2 separate regions of the Mus musculus genome follow, and region 1 is linked to region 2. Evidence: chromatin contacts called from public ChIA-PET data. All regions are on one chromosome and are shown on one strand. Each heading gives the region's core, a stretch centred on a gene start, on an enhancer-like site or on the middle of the called end of the contact. The rest is flanking DNA. Distances are from core to core; before and after follow the strand shown.

Region 1 (6,791 bases), core at 3,640-6,139, 530 kb before region 2:
TTATATGTATGTATGTATGTTTGTTTGTTTATTTAGGGTTTTTCAAGACAGGGTTTCTTTGTGTATCTTTGACTGCCCTGGAACTCATTTTGGAGACCAGGTTGGCCTTGAACTCACAGAGACCTACCTGCCTCTGCCTCCCGAGTGCTGAGATTAAAGGTGTGCCCACCACGACTGAGTGGCTCCACATCAGTCACTTATCAAGACAATGTGACAATGCAGAGCTTCTGCCATCTCGTTATACTTGCTGAGACCATTTTAGTTTTAACTAAAATTTGATCCCCTTGATGGAAAAGTGGGTGGAAAACTACCCAGCTCTACTCAAGATGCCCCAGATAACTCACCTTAGCTTCTACTAAATTGCTTGCTTGCACAACCCCCAACCCCAGCTTCTGAGATAGATACTGGAATGTGTGTGTGGGGAGGGGGGGTTGCCTTGAAAGCTCCTTATCCTAAATATTCAGCAATGCACTTACGTTCCGAATACCCAAGTGTTGTCCCATTTGGTAGGAATGAAGACTCAGTTGCCTGTAAACTGTGTCTCTGGTGAGTTTCTGTAACACCACCCCACAGATTTACCTACACCCAGTCTTATGGAGGCATTGTCTCAATCATAACTTTCCTCATCCTGGTTGTCTAGGTTTGTGTCAAGTTGACAAAAACAACCAGTAAAATTGATCCCATGTCAACTTGCCACAAAATCATGTTACTTATTAAACTATAACCTTTCCTTTATCGTTTATCCACAAAATCACATATTAATATCAGCATCATAATACAAAACATTCCAACTTTTGAAATTTCCATAGTCTTTAAAGAAAATTAAACATTTTAAAGGTTTAGTCTATTCAAAACATCCAAGCCGGGCGTGGTGGTGCACCCCTTTAATCCCAGCACTCGGGAGGCAGAGGCAGGCAGATTTCTGAGTTTGAGGCCAGCTTGGTCTACAGAGTGAGTTCCAGGACAGCCAAGGCTACACAGAGAAACCCTGTCTCAAAAAAAACAAAACAAACAAACAAACAAAAAAAAACCCCCAAAAACCAAAAACCAAACACAAACAAACAAAAACATCCAGGCTTTTTTCAAAGTTCAAGCCTCTCTAAAACATCCAATGTCTCTCCAAAATGCTGGAGCCTCTCAACTCTGGGCTCTTGTAAAAGCAAAACTACTTTAAATACTTTCTTATTCTGAGAAGGAAGAATCAGGGCACAGTCATAATCAGACCAAAGAAAAACTGAAGTCCAATAGTGTAAAGGTCTGTGTTATAGTTCTAGGAGTCATGACCTTCTAGGTTTGAAAGACCTTGTCACAGTACACATAAGCACGTTCCATAGGGTCAAGCTGTCTCCACACTGTTCTTGATGGTGATTGTCATCTCATAGTGCTGATTTCCAACATAGCAGGATCCCCACCACTAAGGCTACACCCTCACCAATGGCCTGGGCTTCCTTTAAAAACTCTGATCTTACCACATGGTGTCAAGCCTCAACTTCTGTGCATGACTCCTTCAGACCTGGACCTTGTGCTGCAACTGAAGGTATATATTCTTCAGCAATGGCTTTTCACAGCCTTTCACAGTACCAAGCCTTAGTTGCTCTCCGTGACCCTGCCATGCCTTCAAAATACCATTTGGGTGATTCTTATACACTATCAACTTTAGCTGCCAGCACCAGGTATAGCCTTAGCCCCTTCTAGATCACAGCTTCTGAATGCTGACCTAGAGTAAACAGTGCTCAGAAGATTTGGCCTCAATGATGTTCCTGTCTGTTTGTTTGTTTGAAGCAAGGTTTCTCTCTGTAGACCTAGCTCTCCTGGAACTTGATTTGTTGACCAGGTTGGTCTTAAAGTCCTGCCTCTGCTTCCCAAGTGCTGTGTGTGCCCCCACGCCCAGCTTGATCTTTTCTGAATCACAACTGATTCTTAATCCCCTGATGATCACTATTAATTGTTCCGGCAAAACAAAGGTTTTACTTTAGAGGTTCTGGCCTCTCATTACTCAGACAATTCTTAAACTCCAGCTGACCAGAATCATATATTCTTAAAGCACACAAATGGCCCTTTAGAGTCTTTGCTTCCCTCTGAAACTTCACAAGCCACCACCTTCACCAATTCTGCCACTCTTGTCTTCCCCACAGAACAGCCCACTGATCTCTGATCACCCGATAGCTTTTTTAGCTCAAATTTCCAAACTTCACAACCCTCCCAATACCACCCGGGCAGGTCTGTAATGGCAATAGTCCACTCTCTGAATGCTCAGAACCAAACGTGGGTCCTCTGCATGAGAGGAACATGCTCTTAATCACCATCTCTCTCTACCTCTATACTTTCTTGCCACAGCTTCTTAGCTTGCTAAGAAGTATTTTAATACATTTGGTTCATGAGATTAAAATTAATAGGAACAACATAATAACAAAATCAGTGATATAGTATCATTACCATTAATAAACAGAATTGCAACCACATCTGTCCCTTTGTCCCAGCCCTCTTGTGTTTAGTCATTCCATTCCCCACTATGGATTAGCTGGGTTAAACACTTTTTTCTCTTCAAACACAATTGGAATAGCATTTTTCTTTTCTTCTTTTCTTTTCTTTTCCTTTCTTTTTCCTCCTTCTCCTCTTCTTCCTCTCCTCCTCCTCCTCTTCCTTCTCATCTTCCTCCTTTACCTCCTCCTCCTCTTTCTCTTTCTCGTTCTCCTCCTCCTCCTTCTTCTTCCTCTTCCTTCTCCTCCTTCTCTTCCTCTTCCTCCTCCTCTTCCTCTTCCTCCTCTTCCTCCTCCTCTTTTCCTCCTCCTCCTCCTCTTCTCCTCTTCTTTTTCCTCCTCTTCCTCCTCCTCTTCTCCTCCTCCTCCTCCTCCTTCTTCCTGTATCTCTGCCTGACATGCCAGTCTCTCGGGTGTGTGCTCAGCTCACACAGGCCAGTCCTTGGGATGAATGGTCAACACACAGCAGCCATCTGAGACACCTTCTCATGGACCTTAGCTCAGCCTGCTCCAGGGACTTCAACACCTACTTTGCCTTGCCTCAGTCAGGGAAATGACTGCTCTCTCTATCTTGCTTCCTTACTTTCCCTTACTTAGCTTGATACCATGGACAATATAACATTTAGCACACTATTTATAGGTATGTCTTCCTGTGCTTTACTGGGGTGAACAGCGGAAAGCCTTTGTCTTATTTGTGTAGTAAGGATTTTAAGACCTCTGGTTCTAACTGTGTGAGTGTGAGTCACATGTCTAAACATTTTTGGGTCTAGGTTTCACCCTTGAAACAATGGGACTAAGAATAATCTCTGTGTCATAGACGAGGAATGAGGAGCAAATGAAGTCATAGACTTAGCAGGGAGTCTGATACACAATAAACAGTGAGATGTGTTCAGAAAGGAAGTATGCCAGAACAATTCTTCACTGGTTCAAAGGTTGAACATTTGGATCAAAACTTTGAAGTAGTAATAAGTGACCTGGTCACAAACATTGATTTAGAAGGACAAATGGACAAAGAACATGACCAGATGCAAGGATATGATAAGTCACTTCTTTAGGTCTGGGGATCAAAATGCCATTAAAATACTATTAGTCTTCCTGAGTTTCAAGGTTTTCTCTTTCTTTCTTTCTTTCTTTCTTTCTTTCTTTCTTTCTTTCTTTCTTTCTTTCTTTCTTTCTTTCTTTCTTTCGTTCAGCTTTCTTTTTTTCTTTCTCTCTTTCTTTCTTCCTTCCTTCCTTCCTTTCTTCCTTTCTTCCTTTCTTTCTTTCTTCTTTCGTGTGTGTGTGTGTGTGTGTGTGTGTGTGTGTGTGTGTGCTATGTGCATGCTGTGACTTTATGCACTGGTGCCTCACTCAGTGGGAAGCTCACTGTTTCTGCTAGACTGGCTCACCACTGAGTACCTGGTACACACATGTCTCCATCATCTTTAATTGAGAGGTTACTAGCATGTTCTAGATTTTCATGGTCAGAGTCCTCCTAGTTGTCATGGAGTGGCATTAAACTGTCTCCACACCTAGCCCCAGGGGAATGCTTGTAACCCAGGTCTCAGTCATCCTCATAAACCATAAAGAACAGAGGCCACAACAGTGAGACTCGGGAACATTCTCTACTACATGATCTAAGAAGAGGCAACTGAGACTAAACATAAGACAATGCCCTGGTTCTCCGGAGGCTCTTTTGGTGCACATAAGATTTCATGCTGAAGTCAACACAATCGAAGGCTTTGACACAACACAAAAATGACCAGGTGGTACTGATATGCAGAGCCTGAATGGTGGTGTGCCAGAGCTAACCTACTCCTCTCAGCTTCTGTGAGTCAATAAATCCTTTTTGTGACTAAGCCAGTTTGGGTTGGGTTTTTTTTTTCCCCCTGTGTTTGCAACTAAATAATCCCAACAGACATCCATCAAAGTACCCTTCCCCAATGGGAGCCTCACACTTTGATTCTGTAAAAAAGATAACTGGTTTCTTTAGCCAGCTCCACTGTGAACGAACCAGGCATGTTAGAGAGTACTGTGTGGGTAAGGGATGCTATCTTTCCTTTGGGGGTGCCTGCGGTTCACATTTCTGAATGGGCCAGAAACGCCTATAAATTTCACCTGTTGACATATTTTCTTTGCAAGCATTTGTACTACTTCAAGGGAAGGAACCGGAAAGAGAGGTGGAGAAGGGAAGGCATGAGACAGAATATTAGTGACTATGCAGGAAGCAATATAGGTGGTGGCCTTTTAGCAAAGGCCTGGCATGTGGGCACATGTGGTGTGACTTCTCAGTAGAGGAACTAATCTGGCAGCGTTATCTGATCTGGAACGGAAAGAAAAAAAAGAAGCCTTCTCTCTTCTGTGCCCTTGTTTGCTGTGACTGAAAGTGTTTTGGTGTGAGGATGGCACTGGAGTGTTCACAATTGAGCCCTGACGACAGGCTGGGCTCAGTGGGAAATTGGAGTGTTTTCCAGTTGCCAACAGTCAGTTCATGAAAGTGGCCTTTTGTTTCGTGAAATCCAGGGCAGGCTTTTGACTGAAAACTCAAGTGAAGCATGCTGAAGCTTCAAGCTGAAGAGGTAGGGAGTTTCTCAAGCCTTTCTGAGCCATAGAGATTCCCTTGCCATCACGTCCAGGCAGAGGAGGCTGTAGAAGCAGACTTGAACAGGGTCTGTGGACCTGAGAGTTTACTAATCAACTGGTTCAAAGATTGCCTCCTGCTATTACCTGGCTTTGAGCCCTTGGATACAAGAGTTGATCTCTTTGAATTCGTGCCCTCATCTGTACATCTGTTCTTGATATTAGTAATTAGTCACATTATACTGACTAGTAGAACCCATGGTACATAACAACAAATCAAATCAGATAGTTCCCTGACACATGATTTACTTCGTACAGCTTTGGTGACCCACAGTCAACAGCAGTCAGGGAAGATTCTATAGAGATTTCAGGAACACACAGCTCCTAAGATGAATGGCACATTGTTCTGAGAAGGAGGGGGTAGCCCACAGTGCCCTGCTCCTTTCTGCTCAAGCCTGAGTCCACCCTCTGTATAGCATGTGTACACTCTATGCTCTCTGAGTCCCTTAGTCTCCCATGAGACATCTCAGCCTTCAGATAGACTACAATGATATTGAAATTCTCAAATTTAAGTAACCTTTATTTTTCTTACAAATGACCCCAATGTAAAAAAGTTCTGATGCTGGCAACTTAAGCATAGCATGCTTTTATCGTTATTCAGCCTTCCTCTGAATTTTGTAGCTAGTCTCCAACTGTGGCTGGTGTAACTTCATCTTACATGCATGCACGTGTGGCACATATATACATGTTTGCATGTGTGTGTATGTGTGTGAGAATGAGTGTGGCTCAATATGATCATCAGACATGCATGGGGTCTTGGGTTGTGTTACACATGGATACACAGACCTGCTGATGCAAATTAACAGTGACAGAATGTCACTCACCTGTGGAGATATATGCCAACCCACTTGGGAGACTAAGGGACTCAGAAGGCATAGAGTGTACACATGCTGTACAGAGAGAGAGTGGACTCATGCCTGAGCAGAAAGGAGCAGTGCACTATGGGCTACCCCCTCCTTCTCAGAACAGTGTGTAATTTCATCTTAGGATCAGTGTGTTCCTAAAATCTCCATAGAATCTTCCCTGACTGCTGTTGACTGTGGGTCACCAAAGCTGTAGGAAGTGAAACGTGTGTCAGGGAACTATCTGATTTGATTTGTTATGGACCATGGAGTCTACTAATATAATTTAACTAATTTACTAATGTCACGAACAGATGTACAGATGAAGACATGAGTTCAAAGAAATCATGGCTACGAGGGTGAAGTATTCCTAAACATGGTAACTTTGTTCTTATTTGGCAGGATCAAAAGACAACATTTTATATTGCTGGGATTTTGTGCATAATATCAAAAAGAAAAAATATCAATTCAGAGTCTAACTTCTGTATTTCATCAAATTTTGTTCTATCCAGTAAAATTCTAAGCTGTTCAACAACCACCTTTTTATCAGACTAGGTGATTGTTAACTAAACCCTAAGACTTTCACTGGACCACCATTTTCTCAAGGAGCTAGTTTAGTTCTTAGTCCTTAGCAAGGTTTAGTTCTTAATCCTCTTTGTATTTCAACCATAGAGCACAAAACTCATACCCAAAGTATGCTTTATAAATCACCCAACACTCAGTAATGGGAAAACAATTAGGAACTGTAGATGAAAAATCTGAATGCATACCAAGAAAGAAAGAGAAGTAGTATACACAAGAGAAAAGATGCTTATCCCAGGAAAACAAGAATATTTATGCTAATAAGGTG
Region 2 (6,939 bases), core at 3,808-6,307:
GTAAGAGCACCCAACTGCTCTCCCAAAGGTCCGAAGTTCAAATCCCAGCAACCACATGGTGGCTCACAACCACCTGTAATGAGATCTGACTCCCTCTTCTGGAGTGTCTGAAGACAGCTACAGTGTACTTACATATAATAAATAAATAAATCTAAGCAAGAAGATCATTTCAGCATTATCCTTCCCCACACGAAGAAACTGAGGCTACATAAAATCTTTCTATAAAAACAAACAATAAAACCAAAACAGGACACCCCCTCCCAAAAAACAGACAAAAAAATAAGGACTAGATAAATCTGCAACCCCAGCACTGAAACTCTGGAGCAGAAGAATCATTTCAGAAATTAGATCCTATCTCAATCAATCAATCAATCAATCAGCAAGCAATCTCAATCACTCAATCAATGAATCAGCAAGCAAGCAAGCAAGCAAGCAAGCAAGCAAAAGTGAATAAGAGAATCCCTCAAACCAAGGGGGTAGACAACAGGGCACTGATATTATGTAGAAACTATAAAAAGCCTTAAGAATTCTTTATGGCAATATACCACCCAGAATACTTTAAGAATAAGAAAAAAGAAAAAGAAAAAGAGAAAAATCTGCAAAGCAGCAAGTAAGAAAAGTGTCAAGTTTAAAACTTAGCATAAAGGACCACCACTGACCAAGAAGAGTCATGCTAAAGTACTGCTCCTGCCAAGGTTTTAAGAATAAAAAGTCACCCTGGAACTAATAAAATATCATCTCAAGTGCTCTGAATGAATGAATGAATAAATAAATAAATGCAAGAAGTAAAAGGAGGGATTACCTGGGTGTGGTAGCCCAGGGAATCCATCATCTTTTACTTATAAGAAAAGAACAGCTAAAATGTTGAGTATTTTCAAGCTTGTAAATAAGCAAAGTGGATGAAATCAAGTGGGAGAATTTAACAGGAAACTGGTAAGTTAGAGATGAGATGTGGAGGATCTATGCGGCTGTCTTCTACAGTACAGACACAGCCTCCCAGCCTGAGGCAGCAAAGGGAGGTGGCACGAGCTTTGCCTGTGGTAGTAAGTAGTAGCCTATGAGATTTACTCAACAAGTAATTATTGCTAATTGAAAACTTCCCCCAAACACTCCAAAAGATGGAATACAGTTGACAGCGACTATGGAAACCTGGCTATGCACACAGGTAGCAACATGGACATAATATTCCAGTATTAAAACATAAGAAAGAAAAGGGGGCGCAAGTATAACATATTCCTATAACTTGCTTTTTGCACCCCATTTGCATTCAAACCATACCATTCCACTCCACCAGCAGTCTGATTTCTATGAGCTTAACACTGGAGACAACTGTGGAATCATGGTACCTTACTGCTAGGTGGCTCTTCCTCGTTGCAGGAAGGAAGACCTTCTCCATTTCTTTTCCTGTTCACTAAAGGTCACCACCCACTTCATTCCAGAAGGGCAGCTCTGTCAGATCCCCAGGTGTCAACAGTTTTACATGTGAACCAGTTGCACCAAAACAATTTTCACCAAATAAATAAGACCTTGCATTTTGGGGTGCATGAGCTGTAATTTTGCTCTGCAATTGTCTGACCTATGGTACATCCATCAAACCCTGATATCAAAGCAGGAGTGTGAAGACAAGTAAGGAACTCTGAGAAGGAGTTTCTCAGACTGGGAGCTTATTTATAAATGTATTAATATTTTGAGGCTTTTTTCTCCCCTACAAGATTCCTTACTTTGGTGCCTTGAGAGACGGCTCAGTGGTTAAGGGCACTTCCTGCCCTGTCAGAAATCATGGAGTTAGCTCCCAACAGCCATACACAGTGGCTCAACTCTAGTTCCAGGTGACCTCATGTGACACCCTCTTCTGGTCTCTGCAGACATCAGGCATGTACATGGTATAAACACACACACACACACACACAATCATCATCATCATTATCACACACATTATATGCAGGCACTCATGCACACACATAAAAATTTTTAAATTTAAGACTTCATAATTTCAACAGTTCAAATAATAAAATCTCGGACAAAGAGGATTATTTGTGATTAGTTCTCAAGCCTCTAAGCTAGGTCACCTACTCTGTGCTCTTATTTAATTTCAGTTCAAATGTCACCTCCCTAGTAAGAACCTCCCTTCAAGGCACACAAACGTTTCAGCCAACAGTGAGAAGAAAAGCCTTCCTAATAACAAGGATCATTTAAAATGCTGGTGGAGTGAGAAGACAGTGGAGGAACAGAGAATGGGGAATGGGGCAAGAAAGACCACTCTACTCCAGCAGGGAAGGAAAGGCAGGTTTACCACAATCTAGGCAAAAGAAAAAAGGGCATTTTAACTGCGAGTAAACACAATTGGCTTGTGAATGTGTGTATCTGATGAGGGACAGGAGGACTGATTATGAAGTTAAAAACTGACAGACATGTTAGGTTCCTGAAATAGGCTTTTTCTGTTAATAATTATGCGCTTATATTACTAGACTAGGCTTGTTCAAAGCAGAAACACTTTCCACTTTATAAATCACATTATGCCTGCTAGTGTACTCTCTATGAAATAAAATGATAGCCCTTTTCAAGCAAAAGCACTAAGCAAAAAACTAGTAGATTTGGGATTAAACTTTGAAATGATTAATGTGTGTAGTAGAAATACAGTCCATTCGGCTCCTGATTAATTAACTACATGAGACCTACCTTTGACTGGGTCCATCCTAAAGCATACAGAACACCTTTTCTACCCCCAAGAACTACGTAAGCAAATGCAGATGCCTACACAAATACCTATAAAATAAGTCTGGAATAAACACCAGGAAAACTATATAAATTGAGAAATATAATCCAGAAAATAAGCAGTTACTTCTAACCAAGGTACCAGGTGAATACTGGCATATATAAGAGGTCAAGATATGTTGATTCTGCAGGCATTATGGAAGGCCGGGGCAAGGCTTTAATTAAAAGATTAACAACATTTCTTAGGGAATGATAATGGCAGAAGGCAGGCCAAACAGAGGGAGGAGGAGGGAGCAAGGAAGCCTCAGAAGCCAGCTATTGGGCTCACAGGCAACAGCAAGGTGATGCAGTAGGAAAGAATGCTACAAGAGCAGGAGGTACTTTAGTTCACTGAGGACCAAACTAAAGCAAGAGCTTGACAGAGTAGTTCAGATGAAACTGAGGCTAAGCTATACTAGTTGAACTGGAGTGTGGACCAAGTGCTATCTACAGCCCAGTGAGCAGTCAAAGGCCAGAACTAGGTCACACCAGAATGCCAAGAAAGGAGTGTCTTCCCTTCAAACCACAGGGACTGTTTACGGATGGGGACCATTTCCTGAGAACAGAGCGTCAGCTAGTTAGTATCTGTCCTCCCAGTATTCCCTGCACATTACTAAATACTAATAAAAACACGATACCCTGCAAATACTCAATCTAAATTGTGCTGCTGCTGGGACAACCAAGTGGTCAGTTATTCCTGTTTCACACACCCAGGCACACTGTAGTTAGTCTGACATCTCCAATTTTACTTGTTTTTTTTTTTTTTTTTTTTTAAAATAACTCAGTGCTTTTATTTTAGATACCACTTTTCCAGTTTACAAAATATGGCTTTATCCAGTACCTTGCATAGAAAACCATCCAGTTTCCTTACACACACACACACACACACACACACACACGGCTGAAAAACTGTATTAACTGCAGGAAGTTTGTGTTAGGTAGCAATCAACATACTTCCAGAGTTACTTATAGAACCTGCTACATCATAGGGCAACCTCAAGATGCTTCTACATTTACAAAGTTGTGTAAGGGGTCCAGGTTGTGCAACACTCACCACTGAAATCAGACTCTAGTGTATTAATAGTTTTAACACCTAAATAAGCTTTACGTTTATTATTAGATTCGAAATATGGCCCAAATCGCAGGTATTCAAAGTATTTCATGAACAGCTTGCTTATTTGCTTCAGAAACTTATGAGGATGCTATTTTTAAGTGGGAACTTTTTTTTCCTTTTTTTTTTTGCTACAAATGTACACGAGGTCACCTGAAAATTAACAGTTGTGATCCTGGACTTGACAAAACCGAAAAAAAAGAAAAAAAAATCAGTAGTAAGTCAGCATACCCACAGTATGCTCACACCCAGCCCACTGACCTGCCTTGCATTACTATCAAGTCAAATAATGCCAGCATACACGTGGCAAAAGTCGCCAGAGCTCAATGGTGCTTTAATGATCCCGAGAAGAATTGCCCTGCCATCGAGTCATGTGATCTCACTTATTCGGACTTGGAGATTGAGGATATTTCCAAAAAAATTTAGGTTTTTTTCTTTTCCTTTTTTAATTTTTTTTTTTCCTCCCCAAAAGGCTGTCCCACTTCAGGGTGCGCCTTGCCAGGGCCTAGACGGAAGCGTGCAGGTCGGGGAGGTGGGACCAGGGAGAAAAATCTGGACCGGGGCCCGTCACGCTCCAATTCGTTCGACTTCCCTCTCTCTCCCCGGGCCGCGGAGACAGTCGAGGCGGGGGCCCCCCGGGGACGGCCGTGCTGCTGTCACACTCTCCGGGAAGTGGCAAACGGCTGCCGCGGGCCTGGCTGCAGCGGGCCCGGGCGGAGCAGGGAAGGAAGGCCCAGGCAGGCCGCGGCCGCTCGCAGCGCCCACGTCACCAGCGCCAGCACTGCGGAAATGGAGCGGCGGCCAGGGGACCGAGGGAGGATGGGAGGAAGGGAGGCGCTGCGCCCCCGACCCGCGCCGCTCGGCGCCGCCGCCGCCGTTTGCCCCGCCTGCCCGCCCCGGTCGCCCCCGGCCCGCCGCCGGCCTCACCTGTGTCGCCGATGATGATGTACTTGAAGAGATAGGCGTACGCCATGGCCGCGGCCGCTCCGTGCCAGGCTCACGGCTCCTCCTCCCGCTGTGCGCCTCCTCCGCGCCCTCACCGGCGCCGCTCGGCCGCGAACCCGGGCCCCGCCCGCCGTCGGTCGCCGTCAGAGCCAGCAGCAAAGGCCGAGGGGCAGCGGGACGAACTGACAGCGCCGAGCGCGGAGCACAGCGGCCCAGCCCTTCGGAACAATAACAGCCGCGGCGCCTCCGCCCCGCCTCCGCGCCGACCCGGAAGTGCTGCCGCCGCCTGCGCCGCCGGAGGAGAGGGGAGGAGCCGCGGCCGCGCCCTCCGGTCGGAGTCCCGCCTACCCCGGAGCCCCGCCTACCAGGCCGGGGCTCGGGGAGTCGCGAGGAAACGGAGCCTGCTAGGTTCAGTCGCCGCCCTCTCTCTCTCTCTGTGTGTGTGTGTGTGTGTGTGTGTGTGTGTGTGTGTGTGTGTGTGTGTGTGTAATCGTGGTATGTCCCTATAATGCTGTTATGTCGCTCTTAAAAAGATGTAAAAAAAAACCCAACTGTATAAATATTGAAGTAAATATACATTTGCATGCTGTTTATCAGACCAGGATTCTAAGTGCAATGTTGTGTATAGGTGTAATGTGTACAATATATGGCTTAATCATGTTTTGTGTATGTATTGTACGAAAAACTGAAATAAATACAGAAGCAACATGAAAGGAAATACCTGGTATGACATGATGGAATTAGTAAAAAACATATGTGTGTGCATGCAGTTTGAAGGTACTTTTGCCTTTGAATATATTCTGTATATATTGCCAGTGCTGCCAACTAGAGGCAAACCCAGTTCTTTAAAAGCCCAGATTTTAAAGAAGGTGGAGGACAGAGTTAGTTTACTATCTGAAACAGTTTTCTAGAGAGCCCACTTACAAGAAAGTGACTATCAAAAGGACAAAGGTTACTACAAGTAAGCCATGCATTTATAATCTCAGCACTTGGGAGATAGAGGCAGGAGGATCAGGAATTCTGGGTCATTCTTTACAACACTGAGGGGTCAAGCATGAGACCCTATCTAAAAAAAAGTGTGTCCCCAAAATGTACAGATAAAAGCACTTGCCATGCAAGCCTGTCTTGAGTTCATTCTCTGGAAACCACAATAGAAGGAGAAACACACACACAAAGTGAGAGAGACAGAGAAACAGAGAGAATATAGCAGAATGATGTTCGTGGATCTGTTCAGGAAATTTAAGAGTTGTGTAAGGAAGCTGATTTAATGCTTCCATCTCTCTTCTGTTGCTGGAGGAGGAATGAGTGGGCTTTTGTGGCTTTCGTGGCCAGCCTCCTGCTGACTGTCATCCCTTCCCTTGGGAATCAACCATTCTGTGATTATAGTTGATGGTACCATGCTAGGATGACTGAAGTTGGTTGCTACTTCATTTGCACAACTGACAAGCAGGACCTCACTAGGTTTTTCTTCATTACTAGGGAGGTGGTTTGCTAAAGGCTCAGGAACTTGATGTGAAAAGCAACTGAAAAAAATGGGGTTCACTGGTCTTTGGGACCTTCCCCGGGTGCTTCAGGCTTGAGGCTGTTTTGCCTAAGGGACTTCACTCAAGTCATCTTTTCTGGGTGTCTGTTCAGAAACTCGGGTCCTTACTCTCAGAGTGTGGTCTTTACTATCTCAGCTCCCGAAGGACAACTCTGTAGACTGTAGGAGCCTAGCCTCCTTTGTAATCAAGAACAGTCCCTAGAGCAGACAGCTAGCCAGAGAAGTTGTGGCAGGCCATGCAAGGCCTTGTGTGCTGAGATATACACATATAGAACTCTATACAGGAGACACAGGGAAATTATGAAGGGAAAGAGGTACACAGAAAAAACCTCACAGCCATATATACACAGTGCTAGAGGCAATGTGGTGGTATAAAGAGCTTAGGAAACCTGGCTTCTGGTCTTGACTCTGTCCTGATTGGATGGTTGTGACAAATTGTTCTTGCCTTTCAGTGTATGGATCTGTACAAGGCTGAAGTTGGTCATTTAGGAGGGCTGCTTTACATTGGAATGTGCTTGGCTGTTTGTCTGTCCAATCTCCAGATGTAAATGTACCAGTTAAGGTAGTAATCCTACCCCCCCCCCCC

The links. ChIA-PET counts read pairs in DNA pulled down with a chosen protein or histone mark.
Region 1: a contact with region 2 is called in an RNA polymerase II ChIA-PET map of effector CD8 T cells, with 5 read pairs. The contact joins the enhancer-like site here to the promoter of Rab2a in region 2. A contact is called at or near these places in 5 of 39 promoter capture datasets (the 3T3-L1 cell line, the C10 cell line, frontonasal cranial neural crest and 2 more), 3 of 115 datasets of contacts at active chromatin or transcription factors (bone marrow-derived macrophages, effector CD8 T cells and embryonic basal ganglia) and 1 of 9 other capture datasets (liver).

Annotation. Positions count from the first base shown.
Region 1 is chr4:9,064,544-9,071,334 of GRCm38.p6, reverse strand. No RefSeq gene overlaps it. Among named protein-coding and RNA genes, the nearest start is that of Gm50597, 54 kb to the left of the region's middle. Within about 2 kb of position 4,889, at least 56 of the 459 cell types and tissues checked have an H3K27ac peak or open chromatin away from gene starts, as enhancers often do. A contact at or near this core is called in effector CD8 T cells, where this site is marked.
Region 2 is chr4:8,533,762-8,540,700 of GRCm38.p6, reverse strand. Rab2a (RAB2A, member RAS oncogene family) reads right to left here and starts at 5,057. Exons shown (of 8, transcript NM_021518.3): 1 at 4,793-5,057. The coding sequence starts at 4,838.